Regions from separate parts of the Mus musculus genome. Here region 2 is linked to region 1. Evidence: chromatin contacts called from public promoter capture Hi-C data. All regions are on one chromosome and are shown on one strand. The core of a region is the stretch at or near the end of the contact, and the rest is flanking DNA. Distances in the headings are between cores, read along the strand shown.

The links. Promoter capture Hi-C pulls out the DNA fragments that hold promoters and counts their contacts.
Region 2: a promoter capture Hi-C map of the HPC-7 cell line shows a contact between it and region 1. The contact joins the promoter of Lypd3 here to the promoter of Zfp575 in region 1. A contact is called at or near these places in 13 of 39 promoter capture datasets (the HPC-7 cell line, HPC-7-derived erythroid cells, cranial neural crest and 9 more), 1 of 15 datasets of contacts at CTCF or cohesin (large pre-B cells), 30 of 484 Hi-C or Micro-C datasets (B cells, CD4 T cells, CD8 T cells and 20 more), 14 of 115 datasets of contacts at active chromatin or transcription factors (the 230-238 cell line, the HPC-7 cell line, the SCID.adh cell line and 8 more) and 5 of 9 other capture datasets (adipose tissue, embryonic stem cells, liver and 2 more).

Annotation. Positions count from the first base shown.
Region 1 is chr7:24,583,809-24,590,449 of GRCm38.p6, forward strand. Zfp575 (zinc finger protein 575) reads right to left here and starts at 3,833. Exons shown (of 4, transcript NM_001033205.3): 1 at 3,643-3,833; 2 at 3,350-3,434; 3 at 2,846-3,009; 4 at 30-2,330. The coding sequence starts at 2,921. The coding sequence ends at 1,687. It also overlaps a transcript of Ethe1 not described here.
Region 2 is chr7:24,634,526-24,641,226 of GRCm38.p6, forward strand. It overlaps Lypd3 (Ly6/Plaur domain containing 3), which reads left to right and starts at 2,045. Exons shown (of 5, transcript NM_133743.1): 1 at 2,045-2,149; 2 at 2,600-2,731; 3 at 3,903-4,073; 4 at 4,389-4,550; 5 at 5,535-6,593. The coding sequence starts at 2,065. The coding sequence ends at 6,076. Gm26550 (a long non-coding RNA gene) reads right to left here and starts at 3,871. Exons shown (of 8, transcript XR_881891.3): 1 at 3,357-3,871; 2 at 2,594-2,699.

The DNA of each region.
Region 1 (6,641 bases), core at 2,583-5,082:
AGGAAGAACACCACAGACCAGAATCTTCTGCGGCAAAACTTTATTGCTTACATCTTCAGGAGCAGAGTGCAAGAAGCAAGAGAGCAAGAAGCAAGAGCGAGAGAAAACGAAACCCCGTCCCTCTTAAGGAGCATTCTCCTTCGCCTCGGACGTGTCACTCCCTGATTGGCTGCAGCCCATCGGCCGAGTTGACGTCACGGGGAAGGCAGAGCACAAGTAGTCATAAGATACCCTTGGCACATGCGCAGATTATTTGTTTACCACTTAGAACACAGCTGTCAGCGCCATCTTGTAACGGCGAATGTGGGCGCGGCTCCCAACATCTTACACTTGTTCTTGCATATAAACCTAGCATGTGTGTTGATAGTATATTTTATTTGTAGATAGGGCCTCACATGATAGCCCTGCCTGGTCTGGAACTTTCTATGCAGACCAGACTGGCCTTGAACTTTTGCAGTCTTTCTGCCTCTGCCCTCTGAGTGCTGGAACTATGGGTGTGTGGTACCACTCCCAGCTTGGTTTTGTTTATTATGTTTGTTTAGTGTGTGTGTGTGTGGGGGGGGTAGACCTGTCATACACTCCCTGTTCTTGGGAGGCAGAAGCAAGCAGTTCTCTGTGAAATTGAAGGCAGCCTGGTCTACACAGTGAATTCCAAAGCTACGTAGTGCAATCCTCTCTTTTAAAAAAGAAAAGATAAACAGACAGCCAAAGGGGGGAAAAGGTGTATTTATTGGGACTTAACAGATGGCTCTGTGATTAAGAGCACTTGTTGCTTAGCAGAGGGACTGGGTTCTTGTCCTAGGACCCACACAGAGGCTCACAACTATTCCTAATATTCCAGGGGATCTGAGCCCCTCACACCTACAGGCACCAGGCACAAATGTGCATATACATAATGCAGAGAAAACACTCAGGTACACATAAATAGAAGAAGGAGGAAAGAAAAAAAATCCAAAAGCGTGTGTGCTTGCCTGTGTAATGCTTGTGTAGCAGTCACAAAGACCTCAGAACCCTGAGAGTCCCAGGGTAGACTGGAGACGGGAGACCTCATCACAAAACAAACATCCCACAAACCCAAAGTGCTTTCAGACAGTGTGCCTCAGGTCCCCAAGAGATTCAGAGGCACTGCAGCCTTGAGCTCTCCAGTAGATGTGCCCTTGGTTCTGCCTCTGTCACCTCCTGTGGCCACCTCCTGTGCTCACAGCTCCGTGTACGCACAATGCTGGCCTCTTTCCTAAGGCCACACATTCCCCTCTGTTCACTGGCCTCTGGCCGTGGACATGTGATGGCCTGTACCCAGTGTGGCCACACCGCAGTGAACATCCCTGATGCCTTTATCACAGGCTTGAGTGTTCAGGGCCAGTGTCACCACAACCCGCACAACTCCAGGCCCGCCCAAGGTTTGAGCCCAGCACCAATCTGATGACACCTGCCTCTGTGCATGGGGATAGAATCCCTCAACCTTCTAAATCAGATTCCTGCAGAACCAATAATCCCAAACCACCCTGGGTACATATCTAGACCACCAGGCTTTGGAAGGCTACCAGAAAAGTTCCAGTCCAGCTTGGGCTACCTGTATCAAGACCCTGCCATTCTCCCTGTTAGAGGGAAGTCCACACATACAGCAGGGCTTAGAAATTCCAGGTCTTTATTGACAGGTGATGGAGGCAGAGTGGGCAGGTGAGTTCACTCCCGCTCTCCCTGGCCCTCCGACTGGTGGTGGCTGCGTTGGTGAACCAGCAGGAGGCGTCTCTGGCCAAAGGCCTGATTGCAGCTGGAGCATCGGTGGCTGCCAGTAGCCTGGCTGCTGGGCGCAGTTGGGGGGTCGTGGCACAGACGATGGGCCGCCAGTTTGGAAGGAAACGAGAACGCTTTGGGGCAGTGCGGGCAAGGGTAGGGGCGGGCGTCGGTGGCGTGGTGCGTGTGGCGGTGGGCCGCCAACTTGGACGGGTAGCAGAAGGACTTGGGGCAATCGGGGCACGGGTAGGGACGGGCGGGTGCGTGCGTCCAGAGATGCGCCGCCAGTTTGGAACGGTGGCCGAAGGCCTTGGGGCAGTGCGGGCAGGAGTGCGGGCGAGCTCCGCTGTGCGTGAGGCGGTGCGCAGCCAGCTTGGACGGGTAGGAGAAGGCCTTGGGACAGTCGGGGCACGGGTGCGGGCGGGTGCCGCCGTGCGCTAGCCGGTGCGTGGCCAGCTTGGATGGGTACGAGAAGGCCTTGGGGCAATCCGGGCAGCGGTGCGGGCGCTGGGGAGGGGGCCGCCGGCGGGGCCGGGAGGGCACGCTCCCAGAGGCAGCGGGCTGGTTGGGCCTCGGCAGGTCCTGGTGTGGGGCTGGGGGACAGGAGAACTGGTGGGCTTCTAGAAACAGGCACACCCTGGGTCCAGGCCAGGCTCCACCTCCCAACACTCTGTATAAAGCAGGGCCTCACCATGTAACCTTGGCTGGCCTGGAACACTCTCTGTAGACCAATTGGCCCCAAACTCACAGGGATTCCCTCTGCCTCTACCTCCTGAGCGCTGGAACTAAAGGTGTGCGCCACCACGTCGGGCCCTGTCATCTCTTAATACTAGAGGGGTATCTCAAAGTGTCCGAGGAGGCAAGTGTCACACTGGTGTCCCACTCGAGGACATTTCTGCTTGCCCTCTGACCCCACGTCCTATGAGCGCCTCAAAGAGTTGCCAAGCCAGTGCCGAAAGCTTCTAAAGTGTCCATTTCCAACACTACCCATAATCCCCCACAATCTGCTAAGGGTAGTGGTGGTGGTGGCCCCAATGGTCATTACGTTGGTTCTCCTGGGCTGTCACTCCTGGGGAATGATCCCTATGAGAACCTGGGCTGCTCTCACCTTTGGTCTCCGGGTCCTGACAGGTGGGACTAGGTTCCGAGGCCCTGACCTCGGACTTCACGCTTCCACCCAGCATCTTGCTGGCAGAGGGACCAAGGGGCAGCTGGGCAAGGGGCGAGGATGGCGCCAGTGGTTAACAAGTTCATGGAGACAGGGGTGCGGGCCTAAAATCAAAAGGCCAGTCTGTTTAGAACCAGGCTGTTGGTTAAGTCTAGTCCTAACTCAAGAGCAGAAGGCTGGAAGGTGGAGCCTAAGTACACACTAGGAGGGGATATGAAAATAAAACCAAGAGATAATCTTTTCACTGGGTGGGGTGGGGCTATCTCAGAGTGGGCGGGACCGCTAAATCTGGAGTGGGCGGGGCTATACAAAAAGAGCAGTCAGTGGCCCGGCCACCCAAGCCCAGGGGCTGGTCTTTGAGCGCAGTGGGTGTGCCCTTGGCCACCCTGTCCCAGAAGCGCTTTGGGTACAGTGGAAGGGATTCTAGTAGAAAGGGGGGCTTACCCTGTCTTTAGTCTCAGCCTACTGATGCTGTGTCGCTAAATCGCATCTCTGGCATAGAACTGGGGACTCAGAGAATTAGGGAAACCTGGAGAAAAAGACGAAAGGAAGGTGTGGCTTATAGAACCACCTAGAGACCCAGAATATAGACTTTCATGGAGGGAGTCCCAAACGTCTGGCATCGCATGCACTCCTCAAAAACCAGAGCACCGAGATCCATATCTACCCTTCGCGGAGAGATCCTAGCGGCCAGCCCCCAATCCATCTCCAGGAGACCAGGACCCAGCCCTTCTCACCTGCAGGGCGGTCCCTCCCCGGGGGTGGGGCTCCGGAACCCTCCCGTCTCAATTAAGCCTCGTGAGCTACCTTGTAGCCCTCGGACCTGCACCTCCCAGCGGGCGCTGGGACGCCGTTGGAGGAGAGAAGAGCGGGAAGGAGATTGCCGAGCCGTAGGGCCCAGCTTCACTTCCATCCCCTCCTCCCATCCGGGGCTGGAGGGGGCGTCGGCACGCATGCGCACTCTCGGCCAGCAAGAGGCTGCAGAGGGGGAAGATGTGATGGAAGGAGGGAATGACTGAACCACCCAGCTGGCAAGTTAGTGAGCAAGCGCGAAGCTATCCGCCTAAGGATCCTAGCTAGGAAAGTGCACATCTGTAAGGATGTGGTTAATCCCTCCTGTTTTCTCCTTCCTGTGATAGGGTCTCAAGTAGCCCAGGCTAGCATCAAACTCCCTACATAGCCGAGAATAGCCATGAACTGGTAGTCCTCATGTCTTCACCTCCCAAGTGCCTTGCTAAGACAGACTGCACAGGCCCGCTCCCCCACCCCTTCCCCACATTCCCACTCCGGTTTCTTTTTGTTACTGCCCCTGTTATTTTCTTTCAAATGTTAATTACATTTAGTTACTTGTTTGTCATTGTGGATGTGTTTGAGTGTGGTGGTCAGAGGACAACTTGTGGACTCTTGTGGACTCTTGTGGACTCAGTTCTCACTTTCCACCTTGTGGGTCCCAGGAATCGAACTCAGATCTTCACGCTTGGCTGCAGCTGCCTTTAACCACTGAGGTGTCTCTTTGGCCTTGCATTGAGAATTCCATGTATAGTCTGAATTCAGCCTTTGGGAGCCGTTCAAAAAGCTCAGGTCGATTCGATTCTATTCCTCCAAGCCTTTACAGAAAGTTTGGCTATTTCTTCAGAAAGGGCAAGGGGCAGTACTCAGTTGACCCCCCGAAGGCACTTGCATAGTACTTTAGGCACCCTTCACCGACATTTACCACGCCTAGCACCCCGTGCTACCTACTGCCCCTCCCTAGGTGGCCTAGGAGTGCCAGGCCAAGGGTGACATTGAGTGCTTGGCCTACTTCCAGGCAGCGACAGTACAACTTCCTGCCCAGCGCTAGTATGCCTGTGATGTGCTCATAAAAGTCCTCCGCACTCAGCCGGATAATCCATGACGTCTGGTCAACCCTGGGAGTCACGGGAGTTATTTGGTGGGGCTGAGTAACTGGTTTGCGCTGGACTCTGCCAATTTCTAGTCGTGTGACGATGAAGAAGTCACCTTACAGTTATGGGCCTCAGTGTCTTATATTATATAAGTATATTAGAGAACCAATGGAAACCGGCTTAAACATTGCTATTGTTCAGGCAGTGTTGCTTTTTTTTTTTTGACACAGGGTCTTGCTACATAGCTCTGGCTATAGAGCAGGCTGGCCTCCAAGACACAGAGGTCTGCCTGCCTCTGCCTCTGCCTCCCCAGTGCTTGAATCAGTGGTATGCACCACCAAGCCCTGCTCCAGCTAGTGCTGTTAAGCACTGAGTCTCTCTCTCAAGTTCCTTTATGAATATTTTAAAAATTACACCGTGAGTGTGGTGGCGCACGCCTTTAATCCCAGCACTCATGGGGCAGAGGCAGGCAGATCTCTGAGTTTGAGGCCAGACTGATCTACAGAGGGAGTCTCAGAATAGCCAGGGCTACACAGAGAAACCCTGTCTCAGAGAACCAATACACACACACACACACACACACACACACACACACATATATATATATATATATATATATATATATATATATATATATACATTTGTTATTTATATGTGTGTGTGTTTGTTGTGCATCTGTGGTATCCATATTCAGAGGTAAGAGGACAACTTGTGGAGGTTGCCTCCCGTTGGTGGGTCCTGGGAATTGAACTCAGGTCTTCAGACTTGGATGCAAGCCTTACCTACAGAGGCATCTTGCAGGCACAATATTTTGTTTTTACTGTGCATTAAATTAAGCCAAATGGGGTTAAATTGTCCTGGAAACAGCAGGTGAGCAGACCTAAAGAAGGGAAGGACCACACTGTCTACAGAGGATCTCCCCACCAGCCGTTCCCTTCCCGAGAGTCTGGCTAGCCTTGTGTTTCTTGTGCATGCTGTGGCCAGTCCTACCTCAGGGCCTTTGCACTCTCTGTTCTTGCTTCCCCCAGGAGCCTTCATTCACTTCTTTGCTTACCTGATTCCCTTTGCAAAATCTCAGGTCAGAGGTCGCTATGGCAGGAGGCTTCTCTGGCATCTCTCCCCTCTACTCTTCTCTCTTTTCTCTCTGCTCTTCCCACTGCACATCTGTCTTCTAGAATGTTCTTTGTTTACATGGACAGCTTACTAATTGTCTCCAGGGGTGGAGTACCTGCCTAGAATCCCCCAATGAGGGACTGGGGGTGGGGTGGGGCGTTGTAGATTAGGTAGAGCTTAGCAGAGCATGTATCTGGAGTGTGACAGGCCAGGGATTCCCTATAGGGACATGGCCTGAAAGCCTTGCTAAAACACTAGGGAAGGGAGGTACCACAAATATGGTTGACTCTTTAGCTCTGCCTGAGTCCTTGTTTCTCTCTCTCTCTCTCTCTCTCTCTCTCTCTCTCTCTCTCTCCCTCTCTCTTTCTCTCTCTCTTTCTCTCTCTCTCTCCAACCCCCCCCCCCGACTTCCATAAACCTAGTATCTCCTGATTGTACCCACTGTTCCTCTCTGCAGTGGGCCTGGTGACTCTCCTCTGGGTCCTGGTTGCTTCAAGCATGGGCCTGGCAAGCAAGGGACTTCCTGAGCTCGCGGAAGGATGAGCAGCACACTCTCCTCTTTCTCTTGGGCCATGTCTTCTTCCTCTCTCTTTCTCCGGATTATTTCCCTCTCTACTTCCCTGTGTTTATCCATCTCTTCCAATCTTCTGCATCGAGTTTGTTACATCTCTGCGAGAGTTTCACTCTGCAACACAGGCTGGCCTCAAAATCCTGGCAGAGCTGGGCATGGTGGCCCATGT
Region 2 (6,701 bases), core at 795-3,294, 49 kb after region 1:
CCCCCACTCTACACCCCTCCCCCAGCCTTGTTCTTATAACTCTTGTTTTTTCAACAGGTTCATTGTGTAGGGTGTGTGACTGTGCCTCATTGCATGTATTTATTCACTATTTAGAGGATATGTTGTGCTGCAGATATGTGGAAGGCAGAAGATACTTTTTAGGAATCAATTTTTGCTTTTCTCTCTCTATGATGTGGGTCCCAGGGATCCAACTCAGGCCCTCAGGTCCTTTTTAGAGACAAGTGTTTTTATGTGCGGAACCATCTCACTGCGTCCTGCCTCGGCCTCCTGTGTGCTAAGACTGAAGGACTGTGCCACCAGGCCCAGGCTCAGCTTCCTCGTGTTTTTCTTGGAGAGTAACATACATCCAGTGGAGTTCCTAAGTGTACAGCTCAGCAGCTCTGTGCGTCACACACAAGGCACACACAAGGCCACCCTCCCTAGGTAGAGATAGAAGAGGAACCCTCTGGGACAAGACTCTCAGAGGGAACCTTTGTTCACTTTCTAAACCAACCCACTTCTGTGGGCTAGTTTGGTCTGTTTCAGAACTCCATATGAACAAAGTCACACTGTGCATTGCCTTAGTTCTGGTCTCTTTGAGTCACCATTTTAAAGATCCATCTATGTAGCTGTATATACCACCCACTGAACCTTTCCATTGCTGAGCAATAGTGCATGGGGTGAAGGGACCACTCTAGGTTTTTCCATTTGTATTTATTTATTTATTTATTTATTTATTTATTTATTTATTTATGACGATATTGGAAATGGAACCCAGGGCTTCATTCATGCTAGGCGAGTGCTCTACTACTAAACCCTAAGATTATCTGATCTCTCACTAGGGGATTCTAGGCAGGGACTCTACCACTGAGCCACGCCCCCAGCCCCTCACTGGGGGATTCTAGGCAGGGGCTCTACCACTGAGCCACGCCCCCAGCCCCTCACTGGGGGATTCTAGGCAGGGGCTCTACCACTGAGCCACGCCCCCAGCCCCTCACTGGGGGATTCTAGGCAGGGACTCTACCACTGAGCCACGCCCCCAGCCCCTCACTGGGGGATTCTAGACAGGGACTCTACCACTGAGCCATGCTCCCAGCCCCTCACTGGGGGATTCTAGGCAGGGACTCCACTGTTGACCCCTACCTAGGGCACTATCCTAGCTCTCCAGCCACTTTTTTTTTTAATTTAAAGGACTTATTGCAGTGCTCAGCACGTAATAGGTGTTCAAGACTTGTTTTCAATTTTTATTCATTCTTTGAGACTTCCAGCTATGTATGCAATGTATTTTGATTCTAAATATCTTTTTCACCACCTCTCAATAGACACCTGATATTATTTCCCAGCTTAACCAATATTGAAAAATCCACTCACTTCTCAATTCCAACTCTGCTTGTAGCTCTTTATGCATGTTCCTCCAGAGCCTTAATCTCTTGTAAGTTATAACCGAGTTGTTTGTTTGGCTTTTTGAGATAAGATCTCTTTCTGTAGTTCAGTGAGGCCTGGAATCGCCGTGCCTCAAACTCATGGCAATCCTCCTGCCTCAGCTCAGTGAGTGCTGTGATTACAGGCATGAGTCACTAAGCCTGACTTGTAAATAACAGTTTTCCCAATTATTTAATTAATATCTGTATCTTCCATCAGTCTGGGAGCTCTTCGAAGACAGACAGTGGTTCTGCCTCAGGGTCTCCAATCCCCAGGCGAAGGCAGGCAGGCAGGCACACCACATAAGCTCAGAACCCTAGCAGACCCTGAATGCCCCTGTCTCTCTTTGAGCCCCGGTACTCCCTCTGCCTCTGAAACCCACACACAAACTTTTATCCAGGGGACTGGAGGGAACCTCTACTCCCGCCCTTTCCCTCCTTGGCAAGGGCACAGGGCAGGGGCCGCTCTCCCTGTGGGTGACGCACCTAGAGGCGGGCCCGCCCCACAGCGGACGCTGAGTTGGCCTGGTTGGGCAAGGCCAGGGTTGCCCCGGGGTAGGTTACTCATCTGAGGCTCAGGTAAGAGGGCCCGGGTTGGAAGGTGGCACACCCAGGGGGGACGCGGAGAGAGCAGGACACAGCTATGGATGCCGCCAGGAGAGGAGATACACAGCCAGTGATGTGGACCACCGGATGGCTGTTGCTGCTGCCGCTTCTGCTGTGTGAAGGTGGGTGTGTTGCCAGGAAGGTAGAGTCGGGGCCCCTAAGGAAGATAATTCCCCAGATCTTCCCAGAAAATCTTTTAAGAAAAGTTGAACACAGCCAAAAGCAGTTCAGCTGTCTCTGCCCCGGGCAGAGGGACTGTAAGGAAGTTATCCCACACTGAGTAGGCAACTGAGAGGGGCACCCCCTCCCCCACTCTAAGATAGGGGCTGGGATCCCCTCCCTCGGGCAAAGGCAGCCAGGAGAGGGGAAAGCTCCAATGCAGGCGCAAGGGGTAGAAGGAAAAGGGTCAGTATGTCCTGCACCCTGAAACTTGTGGGAGGGCTTCTAATGCTGTTCTGGATGCACACTAGAATCATCTCACCCCGGGACAGAGGCCACTGGGAAAGACGTTGTCTTTGTGGGGAGAAGGCTTTAACAAAGAACCCTGGGTTCTACCCGGTCCTCACCCGCAGGAGCGCAAGCCCTGGAGTGCTACAGCTGCGTGCAGAAGGCGGACGATGGATGCTCTCCGCACAGGATGAAGACAGTCAAATGTGGTCCCGGGGTGGACGTCTGTACCGAGGCCGTGGGAGCGGTAGAGACCAGTAAGTGCTACCCACCCGGTGGTCCCTGACTACCCCTTCCCAACTCCTACAGTGTAACTCCGCCTCCTTAGGGACCTTTCAGATTCTGGCCACGCCTTTCCCTTTCAGCCCTCACTGAGACCCTGCTGCACAGAGTCTCCCTTCTTTCAACGGGCTTAGGCAGGTAGACAGACAAAAGGCGGGGAGTAGGGGGTGGGGTGTGTGTGTGTGTGTGTGTGTGTGTGTGTGTGTGTGTGTGTGACTGGCGTGCTCTGATAGTCGCAACCTGTACAGGACAGACATCTTTACCACTTTCCCCCACTCCCCGTAGGAATGCTTACCCACCAACACAGATTATTATTTAGTGGAGACGATTCCTTTGAAAGGGATCACCGAGGTTCCTAGTCAGACTCCACCCTTAGAGCCTCTAAGTTTCCAGACCCCTTACTCAGGAATCCCGCCTTCCCCCAAGTCAGACACAGGGCCTCTCCTCTCTATGCATCTGTGTGAAGTTGTGGTCTGAACTCAGGGCCAGCACACAACATGCCGGATAACACTCCCCGCCAAGCTGGCTCCTCAGCCCCCTTTAAGTTTGTATTTTGAGACAGGGTCTTACTGAATAGCTCAGTTCGGCCCTTGTACTTACTATGACGTTCAGACAGGCCCTTTTGGTTGTGAGTCTCCTCTTTCAGCTTCCTGAGTCACCTGGTGGCTTGTACCACCAAGTCCGCTTTTGCTGGCGGCAGGGTCTCCTTATGCAGTACAAGCTAGACTGCAACTCCAGACCCCACTGCCTCAGCCTCCTCAGTAGCCGGGATTGCAGGCTTGTACCACCGTGTTTGTCTCCTAGCCTTTCTCTTAAACTTTTTTTCTTCAGTCTCTTAACTGGATCCTTCGGAAGCTACTTTCTGAGGCTCCTCCCCCTTTTGACGTAGTCGTTGAGGCTTCAGTTTGAGCCCGGCTCTCCAGGCTGTTGCGTTTGTTAATCAGCCTGTTCTCGTTGGACTGTATTCTTTGAAGCTCTTCTCTTTGACCACACCACCCTCCCTTCTCCGGTAGCTCTCTACCCACAGATCTGCCCTTTTTGAGATTCCCACCTGTTGACCCAGGCCAGACCATCCAGGTGTATCGTTCATTCAAAGCTCCGCCCACCGGCCCTGGCTGCTCTGACCCCACCCCTTTTCCTCCGTAGTCCACGGGCAATTCTCTGTGGCGGTGCGGGGCTGCGGTTCCGGAATCCCGGGCAAGAACGACCGCGGACTGGACCTTCACGGGCTCCTGGCCTTCTTTCAGCTACAGCAGTGCTCCGAGGACCGATGCAACGCCAAACTCAACCTCACTTTGCGAGGCCTCAACCCTGCAGGTCGGTCGCGGTCGGAGCCACACTAGGGCTGGGAGCTAAGGCTACTGCCCACTGAGGCAGGACTGCGGGGGTGGCGGGGTTGAAGACTGCAGACATCAATGATGTATGTACCTCAGGTCCATACTGGGGGTGGAGCTAGGAGATAAGGGGTGGAGTCACAGGTATAGCTGGCCCGTTGAGCAGTGGTTGTCTAGATCTCTCAGCAAGACAGGCTGGCCTAGAACTTGCGATCTTCCTGCCCTAGCTTCCTGAGTAGACCGTCCTCACCTTTTTGACCCTTCCTTTTCTGTTTCTGCTCCCCCACATCCCCTGCAGGCAATGAGAGTGCATATGAGCCTAACGGTGCAGAGTGCTACAGCTGTGTGGGTCTGAGCCGCGAGAAGTGCCAGGGCTCCATGCCGCCGGTCGTGAACTGCTACAACGCCAGTGGCCGTGTCTACAAGGGCTGCTTCGATGGTAACGTCACCCTGACGGCAGGTGAGCCAGCCCCCCCTGAAGGAGCTTGAGGCCTGTAGGAGTTGTGATAGCTGTCCTAGGGGGAGCGCTTCACCTAAAGGGCCACCCTTCTGCCCTCCCTCAACCCCAAATACTGGGGACTGCTTTTAACTTGCCTTGTCCTACAGCATCACGGGAAATGTATGCTATAGACTGTAGTCTACTTATAGACTTTCGTGGGGGGGGGAGAGAGAGAGAGAGAAAGAGAGAGAGAGAGGGAGAGAGGGAGAGAGGGAGAGAGAGAGAGAGAGAGAGAGAGAGAGAGAGAGAGAGAGAGAGAGAGAGAACGAGAACATACCTATAGAAGACTACTGCAGGATACAGAATGGAAGTCCATGAACTAAGACTTGGGTTTCAACTTATAAGCTTTTTGCCTGTATGTCTTGGGAAATCCAGTTTGAGTCCTGAAAACTTAGGTGCCCCACTTGTTCCACAATATTACGGAATGTAGTTCAGAGCTGGAGACATACCTTCAGTGGTAGAGCCTCTGCTTAGAATCCCCCAGTGAGGGGTTGGCACTCACTCCATGGCAAGTGGAATTTTTCAATTCCTTTTAGTGCCAGGTGTTTCTCAGGAACTTTTAAGACTAAACTTAGCAGGGAGCTGAGAGAGGCAAAGGCAACGTGTGTTTGAGTTTTGCTCACAGATGTATCTCTGTTAAAGCCTTTGTTCCAAGACAAATCTGGAGCTTAGGTTTCACCCAAAAAACAAACAAACAAACAAAAAACCACCCTTCTCAAAGCATATTATGGAAATACAGTCCGTCACGGGCGGATGCCAGCAGCACAATGCTTTGCAGAAAGTGGGACCAGAGTTGAGATGTTCAGACACACGAGTGCACAGCCTTCTGTTTCATCTCAGGCTTCACTGCTCCTGTCTTTTTTTCCAGAAGTCCCTAAACTTTATTTGGGCTATGCCAACCCCTATCTGTCCAATGATAGACCTTTCTGTGTCTCCCTCTTGCAGCCAACGTGACCGTGTCCTTACCTGTCCGAGGCTGCGTCCAGGACGAGACCTGCACCCGGGATGGGGTGACGGGTCCAGGATTCACACTCAGCGGCTCTTGCTGTCAGGGCCCCCGCTGTAACGCCGACCTTCGCAACAAGACCTATTTCTCCCCTCGAATCCCACCCCTAGTCCTGCTGCCCCCTCCAACCACCGCAGCCCCATCCACTCGGGCCCAGAACTCCTCCAGCACGACCTCTACAGCAGCCCCAACCACGACCACCTCCATCATCAAGCCCACCACAGCCCAAGCCAGCCACACTTCTCCCCATGAAATGGATCTCGAAGTCATACAGGAAGAGGGGGCGTCGTTGAGTGGAGGTGCTGCGGGCCATGGAGGTACTGCGGGCCATGGAGGTGCTGCGGGCCACCAAGACCGCAGCAATATGGAGAAGTATCCAGGAAAGGGTGGGGCCCAGATCCCAGCTAAAGGAGGCTCTGGCACTCTAGGGTCCTGGTTGTCTGCAGTTCTGTTGACTGTGGTTGCTGGCGCGATGCTGTGAATGTCTCATCTCGAAAAGTCCATCTCACTTTGTTTCCCTGGCCCCGTGGTACCAACTCTTTCCATTTCTCACTTGACTGGACTGGCTCCGCCCCCATCCTTCAGCATTCTCAGTTCCGACTGCACTGGTTTGCAGCTTCGGAAAACAGTCCTCTGTTGTAAATATTCCGCTCGGGTGGCCCTACTTTTTTGATGCGGCCACAGCATTCCCCCTGATGGTGACCAGGACAGAGGGAAGAGACGTCTACTGGCTGAGAGAGGCCCAGAGAGTCCACGGCAAGCCTCCTCTTCCCGTTTTCCTGACCAGGCTGGAAGATGACCAGGCAGGTAGACAATGGATCCATCCTCCGAGCACTGTGCTTGCCTGGCACATTGTGCGGAAATCTGGTCGCCTGTCTTCCTTAGGAGACTGTGAACAACTCTACAACAGGGTCTTGTCTCTGGCCTCTCTATGTGTTCTGTCTGGCACAGGAAGGTGTCAATAAAGATTTAGTTACTTTGTATAGTGAGTTAACTAACTCTTGTTCTCCATTTTCATCTTTCATATCAAGTTTGTTTGTTTGTTTGTTTGTTTGTTTGTTTTCAAAACGGAGCTAAGGACAACCTATTCTTACACAGCAAGTTCT